Regions from separate parts of the Zea mays genome. Here region 1 is linked to region 2. A link is a contact called in public Hi-C data. All regions are on one chromosome and are shown on one strand. The core of a region is the stretch at or near the end of the contact, and the rest is flanking DNA. Distances in the headings are between cores, read along the strand shown.

Region 1 (5,939 bases), core at 846-3,345, 290 kb before region 2:
AATACAGCTCTAATGAAACCACCTATCTTTGTGCGGACCTGAAATTCAAGCACGGATCATCAATGAGAATCAACTGAGAACTGATGGTTAATCAAGAATCTGAGAATTGTCAGCAATAAAGAGTTCCAAGCCAATAGCTTACCTCCAATGGCAGGGTGGCAATCAATGGAGCACATGCGTCAGGTGTCATTTGCTTCTCTGTGGGAAGAAAGATAGTCTTAACCTTGTCCCAGTTCTCCTCGATCTCAATACCTCCACATTCTGAGAAACTAATGGTGTTGCCAAGCCTTTCAGATACAATCGAAAGGTAGTACTCTTGGTCATGTGGCACAAATGGTTCAACTATGAAGGTTGTAATTGGAGCTTTGCAGCCACCCATCTCGACCTAGATAAGTGAGCAAATTCATTCATAAAGATAATAAATAGCTTTAGTAATCAAAGTTTGTGCTGGTAAAAAACATGGGAATATGTTAGTCGTGACAGTACCTCAACTCCCAACCGCTCCTTGACAAATTGGCGAACTTGGGCAAGATCTAGGTTGAGGGCCACAAGCCCACTCTTCCCACGTTTCCCAAAGAGCATGTCAGGTTTCACAACCAACTTCATAGATGAGAGCCACGGCTCCTGGTTTGCAAGCTCAGTGAAATCCGTTGACTGTGTGACCTGTGATTAAGCATTCTGAATTCAATCATCTCATCTTGAGGAATATGTAAAAAGACGAGAAATTTGGATTTTGCCATTACAAAGAAGAGCTCAACAAAGAATGGGCTTCACAAAATTGCCACCAGACCCACATTGCATAGACTCAGATGGACCCACAATTCATAGACTTAGTGGCAATCATAATCAACGAGACAATCTTTGTAATGGCAAAAATCAGGGATGCTATAGTGAATGAAAGAAACATAAATATAATGAAAGAAGCAACTCACTAGGGAGTAACCAAACTCGATCTGTGTTTCTACAACCAATAAACCTAGCAAACACAAAACACTAAGGCGCCGTTCGGTTGTTACGGATTGGTGGGTCGGAACGATTCCTAACCGGATTGATTCTCTAATTTATATAAACTTTGATTAGCTGGAACGATTCCGGGTGCAATCCGGCACAAATGAACAAGGCCTAAACAAGTGTACTTTCTAAGAGAACACGAATAAAGTGAACTCTTTGTTCCTATCGGTGAATGGCAACTAAAAAACGAAGACAAACTTTTGGCGTTGCCTAGATGATGTTGTTTCTGACACACGCCCTGTTTATCAAAGATTCAGAGTAAAATTCCTTTCAACCAAACTACTTAAACCAAACTATGAGATACTGATACTTAAGAAATTTCTGGTTTTTATGGAGGTTGAGATTTCAATGACCACAACATTAATAGACCCTGGAAACCCATTTTAGCAACCCAATTATTAAACATTTCTTATACCTCCATAACAAAAGGAAGACGTGCTGAGCATTCCAACCTCCAGTTCACCTACTAATAACGAAATGATCAGCCCAACGAACCGCCTCTACCGCAAACGCCCAGGCTTCGAAGCCTGGCCCCGGAATCCTAAGAGAGCGAGCTGACTGCGGACCCCGATCCTGTTCCTACGGTGAACGCGCAGCCCCAGAAGAGTCAGGGGCAGGGGCAGGATCCGGGGCCGGCACCGCCGAGATCCACACACACACGCCTAGCGGCCCGATCCCCCCCCCACCCGACCCACAGACGACAAGGCGATCCGATGCGCACGAACCGCACCGCACCGCAGGAGAGCGAGGAGCAGGGGAAAGAGAGGACTGGGGAGTGAGTGGCCGACCTGCGCGGAGAGGATCTGGAGGTCGATGCCGGCGAGGCGCTTGAGGTGCTCCCGGAGGAGGCGCTTGGAGTCGTACTCCCGGATCTTCTTCCGCGCCATCGCCGCCGGCCGAGTCGAGCCTTGTGGAAGCTAAGGGGAGGAGCAGGCGCGTGCGTGCGTAGCTGCAGCGAGCGAGCGAGCGGCGGCCTGTGCTCGGGATTCGGGTTCGCCGTGCGCGGCCGCGGCGCGGACTGGACGGACGGTTTTTATAGCGAGGCCGCAACGGAAGAAGGGAAAAGCGGCGGGCAGCCGCGACCGCGATGCGCCGTGGTGGTTGTTGGTTTCTATCGGTCACTGGTTGGGTGGCCCCCTCGGGCGGTTTGGTTTGGTGGAGGCGGATGGGATCAGGTTGGGTTGGTGCGGCGAGTGGTGTGACATGCTAGATTGCTAGCACAGTCTCCGTGCCCCTCTACTTTTGTTTGGTTAATGTTACGGTAGAAACCCTTTAGAGTATGTAAAATAGTGGACGTAAAATGTTTAAAATAAAGGATAAGATATAAGATGAAATAAGAGATCTACTGGAGATAAACTAAAGATTGTTTGGAGCAAGAATATTGGAGAGGATTAAGAGAGCTAGAATTCTTTGGCGGGAGCTAGAGCCTCACTGTTAGTGTCGATATGGGCTCCAATCATTTTTGAGCTGTTCCACTTGGCGGCCTTAATGCGGTGGCACGGACGGTCCGCGATCTGACAGAAGGAACGATGTTCTCCGCGCCGAGCCAGACGGTCCGCGCCTAATGGCCGGAAGGTCCGCATGTGCGTAGGGCTGGCAGCGTTCGCCAACGGCACCTGGACCTCGCCCCTCGGAGGGATCCGTCAGAGAGGAGAGATCCTAGGGTTTTTCTTGGAATCGGTAGGCCACTCAAGACGCCTCTAGACAACGTAGAGTCGAAGAGAAGTGAAGATTGATACAAAGAACGATACGTTCCTCGCTACTCCTAGGGCAAGAAAGTAGAGGAATTGAAAAACGGGTTGACTGGTTTGATTGATGGGTGTTTTAATCGGTCATACCCCTTCAAATATATAAGGGCGAGGTCTGGACCCGTTCCTAGGCATTCTCCAACAACTCCCGCGAGTTTAGAGGGATAAACACACGCGGAGAAAAGGATTTCAACTGCCTGATCTAATCCTATCGCGGACTGTCCGTGCCTATGGGCGAACCATTCCGCAGGCCTGACAGTCCTGACCTCTTGGTCGGACCGTCCGAGCATGCTCAGTGCCACAAATGGTGCTCAACACATGCCTCCTTCCTTTTGGGAAAGTTGAGCGAACCAAAAGCACTTGTGCAGTTTGGACCCAACTTGATATTTCAATATCAGTTTATCTAAGCATTTTGTCACATACTAGGATGATATTGCTTCAAGAAACGACCATTCAGCATCTTGGGTAGGTCCTCACCTTGCAAAGTTTGTAACATGTAGGCATTACCAACGATTACTTGTGTGATTATGTAAGGGCCTTCCCAACTTGATGACCATTTGCCAAATTTTCGGTCCTTGCTTCTTAGTGGCAAGACGGTCTTCCACACCAGGTCTCTAACCTAGAATGATTTAGTTTTGACCTTCTTGTTGTAAGTTTTGGCAACCATAATCTTGTCTTTCTCGGTCTCTCCTAGAGCCACCAATCTTTGTCGGTTAGTTCATCAATATTGTCCATAATCAAATTATAATAATCCTTGACAGTTAGGTCATTCTGTCTGGCACTGATAACATTTAGGCTTATCTCCACATGTAAAATAGCTTCTTGTCCATAAACAAGATCAAAAGGAGAGACTTTAGTAGCACGGTGTTTAGATATTCTATAAGCCCATAGAGTCTTAAACAAAACCTTATTCCAATGCCTAGGATGATCAAATATCTTCTTCTTTATAAGGCTAATCAATGTCATGTTACTAAACTTGGCCTATCCCTAGGCCTGAGTATAATATGGAGAGGAACTGGACAATTTGATCTTATATAATTCAGCAAACTCACGTACCTCCTTTGACATAAAAGAAGTCCCCTGGTCCATGGTCAAAGTTTGAGGAATGTCGAATCTTTAAATGATATGCTCAGTTATAAACTCAATTACCTCCTTACGTGTCATATTCTTCAGAGCAATGACTTCAGTCCATTTGGTGAAGTAATCTATGGAAACTAACACAAACTAATGCCCCTTTGACGATGAAGTATGAATTTCTCCTACAAAGTCCAAACCCCACCCCTAAAGGGCCAAGGTTTGATAATAATATGTAGTTCAGCCATGGGGACTAACTTTAGATCACTGAACTTCTGACATATTTGACATCCTTTGTAGTATGTAAAACAATTAGCTATCATGTCAGGCCAATAGATGCTAGGCCTTCTTAATAGTTACTTCATCTTTAGAGCCAATTGATGAGTACCACAAATCCCTTCATGTACTTAGTCCATAGCTAATATAGCATCAACCCAGCCCAAGCATTTAAGCAAGACATCGTCAACAGTTCGGTGGTAAAGTTCATTGTCAATTAAAATATATTTGAAAGTTGTACGTCGAACATTCCTGTTTGTCCTAACACTAGGATTACGTAGGTAATTACTTATAGGCGTCCTCCAATCAATTACATCAACTATATTGTAAGCCTAATTGATCAAGGAAACGTCTCTATTACCTGTGAACGGTCCAGACTCCTTGTTTGAATGATCCGATCCTACAACGGACAGTCTGGCTATGTAGCCCGGACGGTCCGTGACTTGGGAACTTGGCGCAACACCATTTATCGGACTTTTAGAATTATGAAATCTCCCACGCTTTATCTGATAACCTGATGCATCTTGTGCCAAGTTATTAGCTCTACAATTCTCATGTATGGATATATGTCGAATATTGAGTTCGTCAAAAGAATGGATTATGTCCCAACATTTTTCAAGATAACTATTTAAAGTGTCATCTAAACATTGTTTTCCTCTAAAATTTGCTGGCAATTAGCTAAGAATCACCAAATGCCCTCACATGTTTCACTCCCATATAACCTAAAAGTTCTAAACCGAATAAGAGGGCCTCATATTCAGCTTGATTGTTAGTGCAATATTTTTTCAATCAACTAGAGAAGTCAAAAGAGGTATTCCTTGGTGAAACAAGCACGATGTTAATCTCTTGTCCCTCATTACAAACCGCCCCATAAAAATACAGAGTCCATGAAGTAATAGTGAGGTATGATATGTCTAGTTCCTGAGTATCACCGATCCGATGTTCTACAATAAAATCAGCTACAACCTGGTTCTTCATAGGTTTTAATGATTTATAAGACAAGTCATATTCTATAAGTGCATAAGTCTATTTACCAATTCTACCACTCATGATTGGGTTTTGCAACATGTATTTAATCACATCGGTTTGACTAGAAACAGTGCAAGGACTAGACAATAGATAACATCTAAGTTCGGTGAATGCATAAAAAAGCATAAGCATAATTTCTCAACAAAGGCGTACCTTATTTCAACATCCACTAGTATTCGGCTTAAGTAGGTCACAATATGCTCTTTCCCTTCAGTCTCTTGAGTCAGAACAACTCCAATAACTCTATCTTCGGATGCAATGTATAACTTGAATGGTACTCCAATATTTGGTGCTTTCAATACTAGAGCCAAAGACAAATAGTTTTTAATGAGAACAAAAGTCCCTCGTTGTTCTGCCCCCCAAGCAAAATCGACATTATTTTTTAGCCAAAGAATAGGAGTGAAAGCATCAATCTTCCCATCTAAGTTAGAAATGAATCTTCGCAAAACAAATTACCTTGTCAATAAACTTCTGTATTTCAAGCTTATAAGTTGGAGGCCCCACATTCTAAATAGACTTAATTTGGTTGGGATCTATCTCTATGCCATGCTCATGAATAATAAATCCTAAGAACTTGCTAGGCGACACCCCAAAAGCACATTTACATGGGTTCATTTTTAAACCACACCGATGTATCTTATCAAAGGCTTTGTGCAAATCAGTTATATTAGAATCAAATTCCGCCGATTTAACTACTATATCAACATTGTAAACTTCCACAATGTTTTCTAACAACTCATGAAAGATCAAATTCATAGCCCTTTGATAAGTGACACCAGCATTCTTTAAGTTGAATGTCAT
Region 2 (5,558 bases), core at 1,189-3,688:
TACATTCAGGGGCTTCTTGATCAAGCTTCGTTATTGATCACCGCACTGTTGAAACTCCCATGGAGCTCAACGTTTGTCTTCATGCCACTTGCCACTGATAGTGAGCCTCTTTCAGATCATACTCGCTATCGTCATATTGTTGGTAGCCATGCCTTGATGTTACTCGTTTTGATATCTCGTACTCTGTGTATATTCTAAGTCATGAGTCGGTTTGTCTATGCCCCCGCTCAGCTTCAATAGTCAATACAATCATCTTCGTGTTCTACGTTATCTTCGTGAAACTATCTCTCGTCGTTCGTTATTTCCTTGCTCTAGCTCCTTGCAGCTTCATGCCTATTGTGATACGACTTGGGCTAGTGATTCCTCGGATCGTCGAGCACTTTCTTCTTATTGTGTTTTTCTTGGTGGTTCCCTCATTGCGTGGAAGACTAAGCAGCAGCTAGCAGTTTCCCATTCGAGCGTAGAAGCTGAGTTGCGTGTTATGTCTCTTGCGATGGCAGAGGTGACTTGGCTATGGTGGTTGCTTGTTGATTTTGGTGTTTCTGTGTCTATATCGACTCCTCTTTTGTCTGACAGTACAAGTGCTATTAATATTACTCATGATCTGGTGAAGCATGGGCTTACTCAGTATATTGGTGTTGATGCTTATTATACATGAGCATAGGATGATGCCATTGGTCTTTGATATGTGTCTTGAGTTTCAGTTGGCTGATTTCTTCACCAAGGCATAGACCAGAGATCAGCATCAATTCTCTCTCTAAACTCAATGTGATTGATCCACCTTGAGTTTGAGGGGATGTTAGATGTGTATTTATGTTTTCATGTATTTTTCCATTGTTTAAGGGATTTAGTGCATATTTACCTTCATGGGTCGGTGTATATATATTGGCCTTAGGGCCTCATGTTTAATGCAAGTGCTATTAATAGCAATGTTATTATACAAACATTAAATTTGGGATTCTCAACTTAAATATTATTTCCTCTTATCACAAATGTAAGTCCATTTAGGACTGTCGTAAGACAGCCTTTTTTCAATTTTTACTGGTAATATATTAATATATATATATATATATAATTATCCTAATGAGAAGAGTTATATATTCTAAAGTAGTTTTCACAATGAATCTGCTAGTTTCAATCTTCTGTTGAAAAATTTAAACCGATGGTAAAGATAAGAATAAAGTTTGACATGACAAAGACAAACCTAGAAGAACTTATAGTTGTGATCAGAGGTTAGTACAAATAGAGGCATAGAGCATCCAAGCTTTTTACTAACCACACCATAAAATCACAAATAGATGACACAGAAAAATTAAGCAAAAAAACAGAAGGGGTGACTTAAATATGAAAAAAAACGTAAGCAAACTATCAAGAGAGGAGGACCATCTGCACAAGATCGTAAGCAGAAATCCAGAATTTCCAGGACGAGCTCACAGCACAGATCATAAATCACTGCATCATTTAACAGTCTCTGGTGTTGTCCACGCAAGTTGGATTACTGGACACATCCAATGTCCAAACCAACAAAACCTTCATATAATTCTCACAAATAAAACACTTTGGTCCTCACATGATGACACAAGTGCCACACCAGCTGAGCTCTGTAGCTCTATTGAGCCGATTGGCCAGCAGCTCAGTATCAAACCCAAACATCCAAAAGCTAGCATCTATACCTCTCCGACACCCCCACTCCCCCACACCAAACAAATACTTTTTCTATTTCTTTAAGAAAAAAGCCACACGTATCAATGCACATGCACTACACGATCAGACCAGAATTGCGAATGAAAAGATAGGAAAATAATTGTATCGTTTGGGAGCGTGGGATGGAGATCACGAACCTCCTGTCCGTGGTAACCAGGCTCGAGGCCATGGTCCCACTTCCCCGCAAAGCAGCTCCCCCGCGGAAACCACCTCTCTAATTCCCCGGTGTTGAATCGAGCGGAACCAACTGCGGAGCGAGATCGAGGTATCTGGGACCGCCTCCAAGGAGGCGCGGGGAGGCAGGGGAACGCCGAAACCCTAGGCGGTCGAACGGACGGAGCGATCAGGGGGGATGGGGTTCGCTCGATCAGCAGCGTAGGACGCGATGGGGGTGCCGGAGCAGGAAGGGGGAAACGGGTCCTCGTCGCCCTGCCGGTCCGGCGAGCGGCGGGGGAGACAATGACAGGTGGGGCCGCTCGTCAGAGTTGGAGGCGGAATGACGAGGCGACGCGGGGAGGGGAAGAGGGAAGGTTGGGGAGGCGCTCGTGAGAGCGATAATGAAGGATCTGGGAGGACGGACGCGTGGCGTGGCGGGAGTGGACGTGGGGACGGAAGCCCGTGCTCTCGTGGCACAGATGTCAAAGGAAACCACGTGGCGGAACAGGAGCGGAGGAGATCTGTAAATGGTGTGGCTTCAGGGAGCATAGGATCCGGTGTCCGGCTTGGGGGTGAATGAATTTGGCTGGCCACGTCGAACCCCATGATTTGGACGTTCCGTGCGACCCAAGGATATCAAAGAGGCGATAGTTTAATACTCCTTGCGTTGCAAGTTTGCTACCAATACCGTTTTGAGCAACTATCTTATCTTTTATTTTAGGAACAATTGAATCTATACCATTAAAAGATCCAAACTTTAGATATATACCATGGACCCCACATGTCATTGACTCATGTGGACCCACATGTAAGTGAGATAGTAATGGTATGGATCCAAAGTAGTGATCTTTTAATGGTATGGATCCAAATTTCCCTTTATTTTATTCTATATTTAAACTTTACTTTAAAAATAGTTTAACTTACAGTATAGCTTTTTATTTTACACGATATATCGTTGACAACTAAATAGTAATGGCACAAATCCTCGTTCATCCTTTTTCCTTTTTATAGCTAGGTGTTTGTATGTTGCGACGACATCTATATATAATAAAGTAGACCTTGTTTAAATGTAGTTGTGAAACGCGTTCTAAAACTTTGTTGTCTTTGTCCATATGTGTGAATCCTATCTATGCATTACTTCTTTCTTTCATTTGTTTCAACACCTCTTATTCGTATGTCCAGGGCCGGCCCTGAGCCTATGCGAGGGAGGCGACGGCCGGGGGCCCAAAACTATTAGGGGTCCAATATTTAGTATCTATAACACCATATAATACACCAGTTTACACTTTACAAAACACATCCAACCAAATAATCCACACACATATAATATTTACGAAATCCATCAAACAAATTGCACCTATATTTAACATAACATCAAAATTAACGGTTCAGATCGTTGAATAACATCATATATTTTGCTCACTCAAATCAAATGAACAATATTATTTGATCATCCTTTAGCCCTCCCCTCCTCGCATCCCCACCGCCATCAATCCCTCCCCTCGCGTCACCACCGTCATCGTTCACCCCTCTCCTCTTTACAGGAACGTAGCGTTAACACGGATTATATGCTAGTAGTAAAATAGTATATGTAGCCAACAGGGCGGGAGGGCTGGGCACATGGATGCCCGGCGCACACGGACAACGTGGCACGCGTTGCCCACTGCTCAGTCGTCACGCTCATGTCCCTGAGCGTCTATGAGACCACACCCTCCACACGATCGTCGTTCGCCATCTCACCGATCCAACCCTCCAGGATTCCAGGGAGCTGGGCATCACTGCGCTAGCCTCCAGACATGCATAGTCGAGCAATCAGAATTTATGTTATTCAACGACTGTCGTTCTTATTTTTCAACCTGCGAAGTGCTAATTTGTACCGACGTATATTTTCTAGCTTCTTAGATTTTTTAAAAAACTAATTTCAATACACATCATCATTTATTTACGAAGCATTAATATGCCCCGCTGCATAATATAGATTTTTTATAGTCTAGAGGGCTGTCGGTGTTTTGGGTCCGACCGCACACCCGGGGTTGCCCCTCAAGGTGTTTTTTAGGAGTAGGACGGTGTTACCGACTGTAGCTCAATGGTTCGTGCCGGGTGCACGAGAAATAGTAAACAATGGTTTACAGGTTCGGGCCGCTTTGAGATGCGTAATACCCTACATCCTGGCGAGAATGCTTTATGTGATTGGTTACAAGGGAGCTCTCTAGTGCGGGAAACGTAGAGAGTTGAGGTGGATGGCTGAGTAGTGAGTTCGATCGTTCTGAAGGGGTGTCCCCTAGGCCTTATATATTCGACCGTGGGGCATTACATGCGGATATGATAACAGTATGCGCCTAAATGATAGTGAACCAATTGAGTCTATCTTCCTATAGTTCCGCCGACCCATCCTCGCTTGGTTCCGTTGTACGGGGTTCCAGCGCGGGAAGGTCAGGTCACTGTTGTCCTTACTTGCTCGAAGTCATTGGGCCGTTTGGGCTCGCACCGATCCGGCCTTACGTCAATCTGCTTCACTGGTCGTTCCTTCCCAGGCCCACGAAGGGATGACCTTACGATTTATTGGGTCCTTGGGCCTTTCGTGAGGTCTTTTATCCTTCCAGTGGACTCGGGGGATATCTGTCCCCCACAAGCCCCCGATCTTTGAGTTGATTTTGAAATAATCGGCCCAAAGATCCTAGGTACAGGAGTATTTGTGATCATCGAATCACATTTCTGATTGCCTTATTTGTAATGATAGCGCTTTGGTGGTTGCGGCCGAGTCATCCGAAATCCCGTCGTTGCTTTAAGAATGACGGCCGAGTTACGGTGGGTCGTGTCGGCGTTTTAGAGATAACGACCGAACGGTTGCTGATGATATCGGCGTTTTAGAAGTAACGGTCGAATCCTTTGGAGCTACCTTATCGATTTAGTGATAGCGGCCGAGTGATGGATGTGACATTGGTGTTTTAGAGGTAATCAGCCGAGTGACTAATGGCAATATCGGCGTTTTAGAGGTAACAGCCGAGTGATTGACGGCAACGTCGGCGTTTTAGAGGTAACGGTCGAATGACTGATTGTGACGTCGGCGTTTTAGAGGTAACAGCCGAGTGACTGATGGTGATGTCGGCGTTTTAGAGGTAACAGCCGAGTTAGAACGGGCCGCGTCGACCGTTTGGGAAATAACGGCCGAGTGATGACATGGCACGCCAGCTTTTTTAGGAATAGCAGCTGAGTGATGACATGGCAGGCCAGCATTTTAAAAATAACCATCGGGTGATGACTGGGCGCTTTCTGGAAACGGTATCTGGCCTGGGAAAACCCCATATGTACTGCATTGTTGCGTGCCTCTGCTTTCCGTGCCCTAGTTCTTGCTTTTCTGCATCCAAGCCTTCTTTGCGCCCGTGCGATACTGCTTTCGCTCCGCTTGCCAGCAAGATTGAGATGGCGCCCAAGCGGAAAGCATCAAGTTCATCTGTTGCTGTCATTCCCCCCATCGATCCCAACAGCCAGTTGCCTTTCGCAGGTAACCATATGTCTGTTGTTTCTGAGTCTGATCTTCTCCATCTCGTGTCCATCGGAGTTCTGCCTCCGAAGGAGCTCTGTTCTTGGCGGATTTGCCACGGGGTCACTGTTCCAACAGAGGACACCTACGAATCCGTTGTTTATGTTCCTTTTCTTCTCTGCGGTCTTGCTCTTCCGATTTCCCCCTTTTTCCG

The links. Hi-C and Micro-C count contacts between places; a contact is called where the count stands out from the background.
Region 1: a Hi-C map of leaf shows a contact between it and region 2, with 2.7 times the contacts expected there. The contact joins the promoter of LOC100282948 here to the promoter of LOC103650547 in region 2. A contact is called at or near these places in 8 of 25 Hi-C or Micro-C datasets (bundle sheath, ear, endosperm and 2 more) and 1 of 3 datasets of contacts at active chromatin or transcription factors (leaf).

Annotation. Positions count from the first base shown.
Region 1 is chr3:130,025,330-130,031,268 of Zm-B73-REFERENCE-NAM-5.0, reverse strand. LOC100282948 (ATP-citrate synthase) reads right to left here and starts at 2,095. Exons shown (of 11, transcript NM_001155853.1): 1 at 1,800-2,095; 2 at 487-663; 3 at 143-385; 4 at 1-38. The coding sequence starts at 1,898.
Region 2 is chr3:129,740,515-129,746,072 of Zm-B73-REFERENCE-NAM-5.0, reverse strand. LOC103650547 (protein MODIFIER OF SNC1 1) reads right to left here and starts at 2,438. Exons shown (of 9, transcript XM_008676125.4): 1 at 1,842-2,438. The coding sequence starts at 1,873.